2 separate regions of the Mus musculus genome follow, and region 2 is linked to region 1. Evidence: chromatin contacts called from public ChIA-PET data. All regions are on one chromosome and are shown on one strand. Each heading gives the region's core, a stretch centred on a gene start, on an enhancer-like site or on the middle of the called end of the contact. The rest is flanking DNA. Distances are from core to core; before and after follow the strand shown.

Region 1 (7,475 bases), core at 2,664-5,163:
TCAATTTTAGGTATGAGGATGGGGTGAAAGTGTATATGGACAACAAAGGTACATAAATACTTTGGGTTTGAAAAGTGCTTCAAGGGCACTTCAATAGTATCACTAAATAAATTTAATTTCCTTTTGTATATTCTTCATTTGTGTGTTCTAGTTTCCTTGGCTCCATATCTATTTTCTAGGCTTTCACCAAATAGTATCTATTTGCACTATGTGAGGCCTGACACACTCCCACCCACGGTTATTATGGTGGGAAAACAGTTTGTGTGGACTGCACCATTAATCCATTAATGTTCAACCAAGTTGATAGAAAGGGCAACAGAATTTTTTTTTGTTTCTCCAGGAGGCCAAGAGTGCAAAATTATTATGATTGTTAGTTCCTTATTAGATGTCTCAGAGACATTCTTTCTTCTGGAATCTAGTTGTTACAGTCTGGAAATCATCTTTGTCCCTTGGCATACATATGCTAATAGACCTCATTGTCACAGGCTTTCTCCTCTATGCCTCACAACCTGTCTTCCCATGTAGATGTCTATCTCTGGCTCTTCTCTATTTATAAAACCTCTTGCCATATTGAATTAGGAATGAAAACAGATAAAGACAGTCACATTTTGAGGATCCAAGAAGGGAATGAAATTTTAGAATGTGCTATTTATTCAAGGTACATTGAGATGACCAATCACAATATCGAACTTCCTGGATACAGCATTAGCTATTTTGGCATCTGCTCTGAGAATTTATTCATGAAAACAAATTTGGGGAATATTCCTTTTTACTTGGACCTCCAGGTTAAATTTGCCCTGAAGTCTTTTTTAGAACTAACTTTAAGTGAATTGGGTGAATATAAAGAGAAAAAGAGATCTTTATAATACAAAAGGATGGAAAAGGACATTAGAATAAAGAGTTGGCATTCCTCAAACTCTGAGCAGAAACTATAAATTCTTGTTTGTCAGTGAACCTTGACTAGGTTTCGTTTGACTAGGCTCAAATATGCTGGAGCACAGATTTCATCACTTCGACCCATACATTGATTTTATTTCCATTGCAGATATACTCAAAAGTGACAAAGGTAGGGCATATGGCAATTCTATTTTTAATTCTACAGGAAGCCAGAAAAGTGGGGGAAATAGAGATATATTGGACAACTTGTACAAACATTGAACTATAAGGTACACAATTCCTCAGTTTATGGCAAGTTTGAATCTCAAGGGAGTAAATGAGAGGAAGACATGTGTAAGTTAAATATACCTATTTGTTGTTGTTGTTGTTGTTGTTATCATATGGTTTTAGAAAAAGGGTTTCTCTGTGTAACACCTGCTGTCCTGAAAGTTACTCTCTAGACCAGGCTGGCTTCAACTCAAAGATATGCCTGACTGTCCCCTGAGTGCTTGAATTAAAGGCATGTGCCACCATTGCCTGGCCCATGCCCATTATTGTTCATACCAACTTTTAAGATGTACAGGTAGCATAGAACTCATCATTGCAGAATACCTTAAAAGAGTGAGAATAGTATCATGGGATACATATGTAAAACCTCAGAGACATAGGACTGGACTCTAGATCTGAATTCAGGAAACTCCACACATTATGTGGCCATGTGGTAGAGCTGCCAATCTGGAAAATACTAAATATTTAAGGATATCTACCCACTGGGATATAGATGGATCTCAGACCCTACTGTTTCCATTAGTTTCTGCTCAGGATTCGTTCTTCACGCCAGTAGCTTTTTATTTCCTGGAGGCACATACATGTGAGATAGAGGATTGCACTCTTCAAAGAACAAATAACTTTGAGTGCAAAGTATGCAGAAATGAAAGGAACGTGGCCTCGCAGGGAAGGCAAGTGACTCTACAAAGCTTGTTTCTTTTGTACTCTAGATCTGTTCTGTTCAATTATATATATATATATAATACACACATGTTTATATATGAAAAATACACACAAAATATCATCTTTTATCTTGGCCTTAAACCTTGTAACTTTAAATTTTCTAATTGTAAATAAATATACTCTGCCAGGATAGGTTTCAAAATATTTATTTGGGTGCCCACACATACATAAATGGTATTAGGATACACTTCCAGGGTCATGACATTGTTTGACATAGCACGATGACCCATTCCACATAAATGCTTGCTGGCCTGTGTTATGATTCTGATAGAAATATACAATTAGATAGCAAATTACATTATACATGTAGGCCATCCTCTATTTATAAGCAGACGATAGTGTTTACAAATAATGCAACCATCTTTTCAGTGCCAGTGTGAGTTCATGGCCTCAGATGTTAAGCAGTACCTTTCAGCTATTAAATAGCCAGTCCCTATGACAGTTTACATACTTCTTTTTTGTTGCGTACTTGACAGTTTGTCTGTAGGATGAATTCAAAGAAAAGGTGTTACCAGGCCAACATAAGTGTATATTTTAGTTCCTGATTAAAACATTTAAGCAGAGATTAATCATGAGGGTTAGTGAAATATTGAAATTCTTTTCTTTTAGAGTATAGATCTGCTTTGATATTAGTATGAGATCACAAAATATAATGTGCCATTTTTATTTAATAGCAATCATTTTCTGGGTTACATTCACTCTGAAATTTTAAGACAAAGAAAAAAAATCAAAGACACACCATTCACATACACATACACACACACAAACACACACACACACACACAGAGAGAGACAGAGACAGACAGAGACAGACAGAGAGACAGAGACAGACAGATAGACAGAGTCAGGCACAGACACACAGACACAGAGAGAGGCAGTAATAGATAGATACACAGAGAGGGGGGTGATGTGCACACTGTTGCTCTCTCCCAGCTATATCTACACATACACTTCAAAGGCAGCATGGCTTGGCTGTCTCTGAAACGTAGATCAAGCATCTTCTGCTAATAAAAGTGACAACAAATGGAGACCACATCCTCATCTCAATCAATTCTCTGCCTAGACAGAGCCAAGGGGAGAAGAAGCAAGACCATGTCTCCAAGCCCGCAGAGGCAGGAAGTGCTCTGGACTGAGTTCCAGCTGCAGGGCAGATGGGGAAAGCCTCAAATATTTCAAAAAACATCTGTGAAGGGGAAGAATTCTGTGTCTCAAGATGTGCTTGCTACTCCAAAGACTTACCCAGGCTTTGTTGTTAGTGATTGATTCCTGCCCATACCAGTTTGGTTTTTTATTTTTTCTATATTTTACTGAGTGAACTAGGAGACAGACCATGGTATAAGGATGCTAATTTCCTAGAGAACTCTGTAGATGCTGTGCCATCAGAGCTAGCTTTAAGTTATCCCAAGAAGACATCATTGGCAGGCCACTGTGCTTTAAAAGGCTTCCTTTTTCCCTCTAGACACTTACTTCATTAATGTCTGTGCTTGAAAATGTATACGGTATTTTAATGGCATAAATTTATTATAAAATTTAACCTTTGTTCTTGGAGAAAGCCCTATTATTAAAGAATATTGACATCCAACAGGCAAATATAAACAGAGATTAATGGATTCAGTCGTTTAAAAATCTATACAATGGGGTAACAGGCCAATAAATTTATTCCCATTAAGGATTTTATGTTCAGTAATACCAGGTGCCAGTATTTTGTGATCTGAATGGAACATAATTTATGAGTGGTGAAATCTAGACTCTTCACAGTTGTGGGAAATCTGCAGTTCTCAAAGCACATTCACATACTCTAACTCAAGCAATTTAGTCCCAGCAGTAACCTTGTACATTTTGCAGAATACGTGGTAAATTTGATTCACCCAAGGTTGTATCGAGTCCCCTTGTAAAAGGTCAGAGCATAAGTGAATTCAATAAGCAATTGTGAGAGTGGAAAAATGAGAGACTATGTGTAGCAGTGAAGATCAAAGCAATGACAGGCCAAGACCCACACTGCAGTAGAGCTCAAGGGCAGGGCTGTTTATACAATCTTTCCTCTTGTTTCCTGCCTTCAAAGAGAATGTGTGTTATTTTTTCAAGGTATTTCTCCTGCCCACCTTGTTGTCAGTAAGGGGCATTACAGCTTTGGAGACCCATTGTTCATAAGAAGAGCATTCCCATCACACTGAATTGCCACCTCTTAAAGCCATTAGCTGTACTGGACTGGCTTTACTAAAGCGATATTAATTTTATTTTGACAAGGTTAAAATACATATGAAAAGCTACAGTTCCAGTACAGCGAAAAACTAAGAGAGTGAAAGAATAATCTGAACTCAGATGATACTATGTCTTCTGGTCAAATGCAACTGCCAACTGTACACAGTTTAGAACTGAAGAGAAACTCAGTTGAATGATTGTATACATCAGATAATCCTATGGGAAGTGTGTGTGTGTGTGTGTGTGTGTGTGTGTGTGAACAGTTAATTGATGAAGGAAGACCAGGCCCACTGTGGGTGTCACCATTCCACAGGCGGGTGGTTCTGGGTTGTATAAGAAAGTGGCTGATCTATTCCTGCCACTGAGAAGGCAACACCATTCACAGTTTCTACTATGCTTCTTTGGATGTTGATTTTTCTTGCCTAGAGGTAATATTCTTTAGAACAGCAAACAGACCTTTCCTCGGGTCTTATTTCCTGCCTTGACTTCTCCCCGTGATTGACTGGAACTTTGATTTATAATCTGAATGAACTGTTTTCTTCGTAAATTGCTTTGTTAGTTACTTTACTGTGCTGAGACTAAACACTATAACCAAAGTAGCTCATGCGACAGGCAGTATCGGCTGGTAATGAGCTGACATAGAGGTCAGGAAGCATGGAGATCCCATTTCCTTCACACAGGCAGGAAGCAGGGAGAGAGAACAGGAAGTAGGGCTGGGCTATAAAACCTCACCGCCCACCCCAGTGATGCACTTGCTTCAGGAAGGCTCTATCAATTAAAGTTTGTATATTCCTAAACAGTACCACAAAGTGAGGACCTAGTATCTGATAGTGCACAAGCCTAAGAGAGGTATTTCTCATGCAAACGACTACAGTGGCTTTGGTTAGGATATTTTATCATAGAAACAGCAAGGGGATTAGAGCAATATGTTATTAGAGCAAAACTGACCGTGTAATCAGTAAAATTAGTAATTATTGTATTATAATAATATGAAAAAAGACAAACTCACATCAGGGCCCCCACAAACTCTGAGAAATATTCTCTAGAACTTGAGAATTTGACCCCAAAATGAATTATAGAATATTCAACTAAATAGAAGACTACTATTCTCCAAAAGTATACAGATCATAAAAAACTAGTGTTACAGAAATAAGATTAATAGCTATGATTAAATTCCATTTAGGATCCTAAATTTTGTATTTCTACAAAAACAACAAGCAAACATTAGAAGAGGGACTTGTAAGATTCCAAATACAGGGCTTAGTTAACAGGTGTTTACTAATACTAATTCTTCGTAAGTACTCATATTAAGTGTTATATAGATGCAAATTCGGAGGGATTCTGGGAGAAGGCTATTCAATAACTATTTACTGAGAGATCTCTCAGTAAAAATATATTTCCAAGTAAAAGAGAATCAAAAAATTGATGTTATCGAGTATAGCATATACAAAAATACCAATGGGATTCTATGATTATGTTTCCTTTCTCTTCATCCTCTACACACAGTTTGTCTCTAGTTTATCCAATGCTAAATTCAGTCTACTATGCTTCAGTTCCATGCATCCCCATCCTGGGTCATTTTCTGCAGAGTTAGCTACCTGGACTTCTCTACCCTGTGGCTTCTGTAAGCACAACTGCAGTAAGAGAGCAAAGACTGGGGTGTTAGTAAAGTTGTTCCACTACATCTTTTCATTGTAGCCTGAGAGCTGTAAAGGTCTAATTTGTTCCATGACTCCTCTGACAGGTATTATAGAACACCCCAATTCCAAAGCTGTAGTTACAGCAGCATGTTGTGTGCTCTTCTACCACCACCCACACACTGTCAGGCCTAGGTGTGAAAACTGCCATTGGAGCTTCCTTAATGCTGGTCAGCCTTTGCTGAATTCCCAGCTACTGTGATGCATGAACCGTCTCATTCTTGCCTACATCACAAATTAGACATAGCCTATGTGTTACAAAACAACCCATACAACTACAAACATCATGCCTTTTGTAGCTAGAAAGGCAAGAGTACTTAGCATCTACTGAAAAGAAGAAACCACGTCTGACTATGTCACCCATTGGCTTCACTGTAGTGTTTATCTGACCCATGGTGAGTATTCAGTATACTCAGCTCCAGTACTCATGGAAGGTGGAGGTATTAGAAGAGTGGGGCCATCTCCTTCCTGTGTTCTCTTAATTTCAGTGTCACCCTGTGCTGATTCGTACCCTAGTCAAGAAAGCCCTTTCCTAATCTAGGAACCTTGGCTTTAGACTACCAAAGACTCCATAACCTGACAAAAGAGATCTCTATTATTTATAAACTGTCCAGTCTGTCAATCTATTATGACATCATATAATAGATCTAAAAGATGTATTCTCTTTGTATGTAGAGAACTACATTTACACACCATGTATACACACATAGAGCTCTTTTAGTAGGATAAACTCAGAAATATCCTTGATTTTGTTCAATTTTATGTTTAGTGGCCAGAAAAGCAGCTCATGTATAGAATACAATACTATTTTTGATAAAATGTTTTAATTAAAAATATAAACTGGATATGACCTGGGCAAATTCTTTATTAATATCCTCTGGGATTTGAGAAGACTTTTTCATTTGAAGGATGCAGAGAGCTTATGACAAAAAACGACTCCATTGTCTAGCTAGCTAAGAAGCTGCACAGAAAAGAGTAATAAACTCCTAACTCATCAGGCATTCCTCTGACATTCCTCTCAGGAAGAACCCTGTACAGAAAATTCCTCAGACGGTCAGAGACCAGCTTTCTGGATACAGTAAATAAAATTTTATTGCTAAGTAAGCTAAAATGTGAGCCGGAATGTTTAATGATACCCTGGCTACTGTGGCAGCCAGCAAGGGATGCTCACTCACCATCCTTCATACACTGCTGACATGTCAGCTCTAACACTTCACCCTTGACCGAGGAGCTATTAAAACAATTATTAGGTCATTAAGAAGGACTTTCAGGAGTGCTGTTGAAGCCACACACTAGGAGAAAACTTGCCATGTAGGCATATTAGCCCACAGTTTGACCTGTATCTGGACATGTGCCAATCTTAAGTCTTGGTTTTTAATCTTTTTTATTACTGGGATTGATGAAGACATTCCAGGAGACAGATAAAAAATATATTTGAGGTCCATCAATACTCCATCCATTGATGTCTGGACTGGAGGAAAACCAATTTTAGAATGTCTTTGATTATAAATACCCATCGTATTCCTCTTCAGAGAGTAAAAAGGGAAAGGACAAATTTGAAAAGTAAAGGTTCCCTCTTGTATTTTGGGGGTCATGAAAGAACATGGCTCAGCAAAAATTTCTTCTGTGTATTTTCAAACTCATTTATACCAGTAACAGCTTCTTGGATCTTAGACACAGTTTCTCCAG
Region 2 (7,475 bases), core at 1,486-3,985, 460 kb after region 1:
TGCGGGGGGCCAGATGGGGCAAGATCCAACTCCCTTCCCCTTCGGAATGGGTGCTCTAGTTAAGGAAAAGAAAGTGAGAAGAAAGTCAGTTAACCACTTAGCGGTAATCTCCGGTAGGAAAATCAGACGTGGGGCAGGATGACTAGTGACACACAGACTGTCACTCTAGATGTGGTCCTGAGGAAAGACCTCTCTGAAAGGCGCTTTTAAAGCAGTAAAGCAAGGGAGAGAGCCCAGCTGTGCGTGAAAAGCCTGACCCTGGGGCACCGGGGTGCAGCTGTCCTAGCTGTCTCCAGGTTTTCAGCAAATCTGTGAGATCGCTCGCAGTCAAAGCTTAGTCCAAAGCTGCAGGCTGCAGCAAGCTCACCTTTTCCTGATAGTGTGAAAAGCACCCTCTCAATCATTGTAATACTCATGCCAGGGTTTTGGGCAAATGACTTGTGTGCTGCAGACACAAGATAATCTTGTCGAACATCACTGTTTGTTTTGCTGGCTCTTTGGGCTTTGGTTTGTCTGAATTGGAGATGTTTTCTGTTCAGGTAAGAACAGTGTAGCACATGAAACATGAAATAAAACATGGCAGCTTGAGCTTTTATTTAATAAAAACATGTATATCTTTACTTTCTGCCATTAGTTGCTTGAACAGAGATCTTCTGATATGGGAAGCAAGTAAAATGGCATATTATTTAAAATGCTTTTCTGTCCATGAAAGGTTCTGAAAATTGTTGCTCTCTCTCCTTTTTTATCGGCATGGTGATTTTCCTTGCTAATACCCCCTCATTATTTTTATTTAAAAGCTTGTAAGTGCTCAGTTACGTGCAAAGTAGGGTAATCCTTGATGGCCTCAAGGTCTTCCCTTAAACATGTTGCAATTGTAGACAAAAACAGTAAAATAACAGTATAGGAAACACATCAATAGAAGGACATATGCTAAATACATATAACCGAAAAGGTCAAAGAAAATTACTGAATTTGTTGCCAGTTTCATGGGGATTTTTATAGACACTGAAATATGAAGGGGTCTGCTTTTTGTTTTCGGAGAAAAGTTGGTGTGTCAAGGGTTGCTCCAATTAGGAATGAAAACCACTTGAAGAGGGTGATATTTGAGGTCCATTATCAAAGTAAATGGTAATGGCATGTGCAGTCAGTCTGCCCTGTGGTTATTCTGGGAGTAGGCAGTTCTTGGGAGGAATATGTTTGTGAACCTTCAGCTTTGAAAGGTGGCCTCAGAAAGTATCACCGTGATGGAAATAGACCTCTTTCTCAACATGGCGAATGTGCCTGCACACTCAAGCCAGTGAGTCACCATGAGGATAGGAAGGCTCAGATGAGTTTCAAGTTAAGGGGATAATGGTTTTGCAACCTGGAAAAATGTACCTCCTGTGCTATGACTCAGGAACAGCAGCAGAATGGAAGAGGTAGCAGGAATGTGGAGTCATATAACAGTGTAAATGTGTGTAAATGGATGCAAATGGCTTGGTATCTTTCCTTTGGAGCCAGCCAGATAGCTGTCCTACTTTGTTCCTCCGGGACCCTGGAGGAACACAATGAAAATAATATCTTTCCCTTAAGATATACCAGTGACTGACTGAGTCTCCATGTCCCTAAGTCCACCATCTAGATAACATACACACAGACAGTGACTCTGTGTCTAGTTATGCTGACACCTGTTGACTCATAGGCTATACAAAAGTTTGGATACAATGCATAGACTTTGGGTCAGCTTGATCTCTCTGACTTTTTTATTTACAAGTTCTTTATGATAAAATTTTAATAAATATTAAAACATTAACCTAAGAGAAAATAGTGAACTTTCTTACAAGACTTTATTAAAATGATAAGTAGAAAATACCAGGATGGGCTGGTGAGATGGCTCAGTGGGTAAGAGCACCCGACTGCTCTTCCAAAGGTCCAGAGTTCAAATCCCAGCAACCACATGGTGGCTCACAACCATCCGTAACGAGATCTGACTCCCTCTTCTGGAGTGTCTGAAGATGGCTGCAGTGTACTTAAATATAATCAATAAATAAATCTTTAAAAAAAATACCAGGATGTATTTTTTATATTTCAATACAAATGGCACATAGCTTTCTTAACTTCTAGTTATAACTCACCAAGATCCATTCAACCTAATAAAATGTCTAACTAGTAGCTTCTAAAACTGAACCCTTAGTTTTTGATAAAATGATAGATAATTATTGCCTTTCATATTTACATCAGATGCTCTCTGACTAACAAAAGAGTGAGTGGTATTTAGCCAGGCAAGATCTTCTGTCAATGAAGGGTAGCATCCAGAGCTAACCACAACAGGTGTGGTTTGTTTGTTTTTTTTTTTAATTGTTTATTTCTTGCACTGACAAGATGGTTTCTTGCTACAAGGTCTGATCACCTGAGTTGAATCCCTGGGAACGGCAAGATAGGAGAGAGTAAGAACTGATTGCCACAAGTTGTCCTTGACCTCCATCCATACCTTGGCATGAGCACACACATCCCAATACATACTATATGTTATGCAAATTAAAAACAAGTATTCTTCCTTCAGAGTGAAGTGCTTCTTGGAAATCATTAAATTATTGAAGTAACCTGTAAGACAGATTTGAACTTCCACCTCTTGATGTAGTTATTGAATATTAAGTCAAAGGTCCCTTTTGTCTCTGAAGTATTTACTTAAGTGGTATGTATAGAGATGGTGTTCACTGAGACTGGAAGCAGAGCAGGATGAGGATGGGAACATGCAGGGCCCACTTCCTCTGCCTATAGAGACGTCCTGGTCTTTGCAGAGGTTGGTGAGATTGATGTCTGTCTCCAAGAATTTAGTGTTTGCAAGAAAATACAGTTATTTCTATCCTAACCATATTAAAACACCATCAAGTCATCATTTTGAAACATCTTTACTTTTGTCACCTTTAGTTGCAAGGTGTGTCTTCTAGGATTCAACTAGAGTGACTATAACACTATTGTTTGTTTATGAATTTCATAGCCTGTGTTCTGGGCTGTGTAGAGACCCCTCTGCTACTACAACAAAGCTTCAGGTTACCATTAACTGACATTTGGATCCTGAAGTATCTCTTAACAAACAGAGCTTTAAAAATCAATACTGAAAACTTCTTCAAAGACAAACTAAAAGTATAAGCTTTTGAAAACTCCCAAGGGAAGGTTTTCCGTGATCTCTGAATACAGTTGAAACTTTAAATATGAGCACACACATACATGCACACACACACACACACACACACACACACACACACACACACACACACACATACAAAACACCTCTGACATTTTTTTCTATTATAACGGGTGTTCAGCCACACTGACCCAAAAGTGAAATCATTATAGAAAGTTCTCCAAAATCCAAAGCTTTTTTGAGGATTACATGAGGGATACGACTGGTAAAGTCTGCAACTGTTCCAAAATTTGAGGGGAAAAAATAATCTGAAAAAATGTTTTAGTCCCAAGAAGTTCAGACAGGGACACTCAGCTCTCGGAGAGAAGAATACAAAATGAAAATGAAACTTTGTGGTGAGAAGAAATGAAAATGGAAAAAGAAAAAAGACAAAAAGCCACATAGGCATCGACTGCCTCACGTACCAGAGGGCTCCTGCTCCCTCTGCCGAATGTGCTGGAACATTACACTGTTTTGTGTTTTTTTTTTTTTTTTGGGGGGGGGGGAACATTTTCCGTGAAGTTTATAATAATTAAAGTGGCTTGGATCCGAGTTTTTCTAGTGTCTTGCAAACTAGCTGTCTTTCTACCTGTTGGCCAAGTTGCATTTTAACATTTTTTTTTTTGGACTGTTGTCTTGGGCAGTAGCAAAGGTTAAATTAAAACCCACACAGGAAGTAGAGTACTTTTCAATTTTATTTTATATATTTTCCCAAATGATCAAGTAAAATGCTCAAATCCACCACGGTATCCCGCTAAGTGTTTTATTCGTTGCAGTTAGGTATTACACTTAGGTATCATGAGTTACAAAAACAATCCATCTCAAAGATTTATTTCTGTCATGATCGGCTTCTAATTGTGGACACGTTTCGTTCTTAATTGTTGCAGTGGGAGGAACTCTAGCACTACAGTTATAAGTTGACAAGATAGTTAAATTTCTCTCATGTATGGCTTTTTTAAAACTATGGGTATTAGCCATAGACCAGTTTGAACCTTTAAAGAACCTCTTGTTTCCAGTTGATTTCAGTGTATCCTTATCACTTTTGCTGATTTCCAGTACATGGGAGGGAGCAATTAACATTTTAATAGCTTGGACTTGAATAATTGTACACATCTTATGTTAAAGCTTTATTTATAAAACCCTTTCATTTTCGTAATTTTCATTTTTTTCTTAGTTCACCCTTAAAAACCACAGGTATGAATATCTTATCTTAACATTTCAAGGCCTTCCATTTCTATTGGATGTAAGAACAGTTTACAGTTGAAAACTTCCAGTGACAAAGCAGTTTCTTCATTGTTCTATGTCACATCAGACCTTCCTGCTCTGGTATTTATGATGCTTAAACCAGATTGGATTTTCTTTTCCCTCTTGGTAGGTGTACTGGTCCATTAGCAAATTGTCTCTCAGAGAAAACTAGAGACACGGTAGAAGATGATGACGATGAATACAAGATTCCTTCATCCCATCCTGTGTCCCTGAATTCACAACCATCTCATTGCCATAATGTCAAAGCTCCTGTTCGGTAAGAAGATGAGCATCTCTGTATCATCCTGCATCGGCATAAGCATCGTCATGCTGTCAAACGTGGGGGTTGTTTCTATGCGGTTCAATAGTATGTGATTGGTTAAAAATCCTGTTCCTTGCCTAGCCTGTAGTTCCTATATATTTCCTTCATTGCTTCCACATAAAAGATTTTGTTGCCTTCTTCCCCACCCCCACAAAAGGCCAAATTACAATCTAATAAAAAGGAGCTATACGTTACATATAATGATGATTAATTCATGCATTTCCCCTAAGATATTTTAATGAATTTCAAAAGGTCCAAGCATATATATCATGAAGAAATATTAGTGCTTAGAAACTAATATTAAGGTACTAGGTCAACCTGCTTAAGAATTTTTCTTCATAATGTGAAGGCTAGAATAATTTATATTCATTTTCCTTCTTGATATGTAATATACTTCTACTGAAATCATAATACAATGGGGGGGAAGCCTTAACGTTACTTCTGTTAACTTCTTTTTTGAGCAAATACCTTCTCTTGCATGAGCTAAGAATACAAAGATCACTGGGTTTTGTTGTTTTATTTTGCTGTGTTTTCTTTTTCTTTTTCCCCTCATTATAATAGGAGCATTATTGGTCTTCAAAGTGCCAGTCACATTGACTTTTATAAGAATTATTGATAATGGCTTACATGTTTTGAAATATGTTTGTCTCTAAGCAAAATCATGGCTTTGCATGCATGAAACTTAATACAGTTACAGTAACATTTATATAATTTGCATCTTACTGACATGTCAATCTATTAGCTTTATTTTCTGAACTTATTTTCTGGCCTGCATTCTTCTTGCATAGTATTCCTGGAGCTGTGCTTGGCTCCAAGTTGCTCAGCTCTGTTCAGACACTGTTAGTGGCTGAGCTGCCTGGGGCCTCCTGATGACTGACAGATAGGAGACTGCAAGGCCATCAGTCATCCACGCCATCTTTACTCAGTGTGCTGCTTCCACTTGAGGCCAGCTCAGTCGACTTAAAGTATTTTATGAGTAGAGTTTCCATCTTTGGAGTTGAAAACGCTTCCCAGGTGTCTCACAGAGGTAGAGAAAGAAATTCTTGGAAACCAAGAGTTGTGCCTCCAAAGGGATGCTGGTGGGCGGAGTTACTACCCAGGCTAAGTGATGCACTGCAGCCCACGCTTTCCCTGATTACAGCAAGAACCAGCTATCTCTTGTTAATCGTGCTGATGAGTGCTCCTGCAAAGACGATAACGGAGAGTGTTACCCTGGGAGAGCCACGTGCCCGCTGAGCTAGCTGAGGGAAAGTCACGCTTGCTCATCAAGTATAAACTGTGAACAAATCCCAGTTTCTTTGGCTCTTACTAATTTAGTATAGTAATTTTTAAATGCTAAAATTGAACGAGATTTTTTTGGGTTCTTTGGGATTCTCATTCTTCTCATGGCTGGAAGACTGAAGGATATGATTTTAATTCATCAAATTTTAATTGTCATGTCACAGTAGATGATATTTAAGTGGCTAACCTCTTGGATACTGAAAGTCAATTTGAATTATAACCATCATAACCAAGTCCCCACAGTTATAGAGAAATAATAAATGTTGCTAATTCCTAAGCTTAATTGTAATGAATACTTGATCTAATTTGTTCTTGAAAACCAGTGAGTGGAGTGGCACGTTGTGTCATCTGCAAAGTCCCCCCACCCCCCCTTAGAACTTCCTTTTCCTGGATGTCACTCACTCCCCCTTTGGAACAGCAAGAAAAATAAATTGTCAGTATGTGGGAAGTGAAACAGTAAATGAATCATTCAATTCATATCATCATTATGAAGACTCAATACGTAACTGTTCTTAAATGAACCATATCGTGCCCGTTAAAAAGAAATGGCCACCAGAGAGAATAGAAATGAATTTCAGATGAATCACTCTCTCAATATCTACTGAAATATCGACTATCTCCTCCATTATGAATGTAGTTTCACTTTGCTCTAAGAAATCAGACTAATTCAAAAGGAAAGTATAAAACTTCACTCTCTCTCTGAGGCTCTTTGTTAGCCAGCCGTTACTAAGCTAGGAGCTTAAGGGCAAGTGTGTTCTGTGCCGCCTCCCATGCCTCAGTTTCATCCAGTCTTGATGGCAGTACCAAAATCACGGCTTTTAAATGAGCTACTATTTTCCCCCATATTAAACCATCTTGGTGATGTGCACCCAAAGCTTTTGCTGACATCACTTCCCTAAGGTGTCAGAGGGCCAGCGTTTATTAAACATAGTGGTTAGATAGGTTCAGAAGGAGTAGGTCTTGGAGTGTTCCCTGCAGAACTTAAACGAAATTGTCCAATGCTTCATAGTGGTTCCTCTCTTTTAAGGCCCTTTGAATTTCAATTCAAAGAATGCTTAAGTTGAACCAACAAACACATTCAATGCCATCAACAAAAATGGAGGCCCTTAGACCTTACATAGTTTTCGGTAGCGTATACTCCGTCACTTCAGAACTCTGGCCAGGTGTAACTAAAATCGTACTCAAATGTGTTTAGGGTTTCGGCTGCTTTAGTGGCCGTAAATTGCAGTGAGAGAAAGAGAGAGACATGTTTCCCTTCAGACGAACACGTCTGATTTTAAAGTACAGGTCAGGGTAGCTGCATGTTGTTACTAGTCCTTTTTCTAGAGAAGATAATTGTTTTTGTTTTGTATTCTTATTACCTTAGTAGGAATGACCGTTCGCTCTATTGTCCTCCCCTCACGCCCGCCATGACACTTAAATGATTCTTGCCCTCTGGTCTCCACATTAGGTCTTGTGATA

Evidence for each region. ChIA-PET counts read pairs in DNA pulled down with a chosen protein or histone mark.
Region 2: a contact with region 1 is called in an RNA polymerase II ChIA-PET map of memory CD8 T cells, with 18 read pairs. The contact joins two enhancer-like sites. A contact is called at or near these places in 2 of 15 datasets of contacts at CTCF or cohesin (large pre-B cells and pro-B cells), 2 of 484 Hi-C or Micro-C datasets (CD4 T cells and CD8 T cells) and 6 of 115 datasets of contacts at active chromatin or transcription factors (CD8 T cells, effector CD8 T cells, fibro-adipogenic progenitors and 3 more).

What each region holds. Positions count from the first base shown.
Region 1 is chr16:51,715,973-51,723,447 of GRCm38.p6, forward strand. No RefSeq gene overlaps it. Among named protein-coding and RNA genes, the nearest start is that of Gm29686, 270 kb to the right of the region's middle. Within about 2 kb of position 3,914, at least 21 of the 459 cell types and tissues checked have an H3K27ac peak or open chromatin away from gene starts, as enhancers often do. A contact at or near this core is called in CD8 T cells, effector CD8 T cells, memory CD8 T cells and 1 more, where this site is marked.
Region 2 is chr16:52,178,671-52,186,145 of GRCm38.p6, forward strand. Cblb (Casitas B-lineage lymphoma b) reads left to right here. Exons shown (of 18, transcript NM_001033238.1): 14 at 4,542-4,688; 15 at 7,465-7,475. Among named protein-coding and RNA genes, the nearest start is that of Gm23513, 77 kb to the left of the region's middle. Within about 2 kb of position 2,736, at least 68 of the 459 cell types and tissues checked have an H3K27ac peak or open chromatin away from gene starts, as enhancers often do. A contact at or near this core is called in CD8 T cells, effector CD8 T cells, memory CD8 T cells and 1 more, where this site is marked.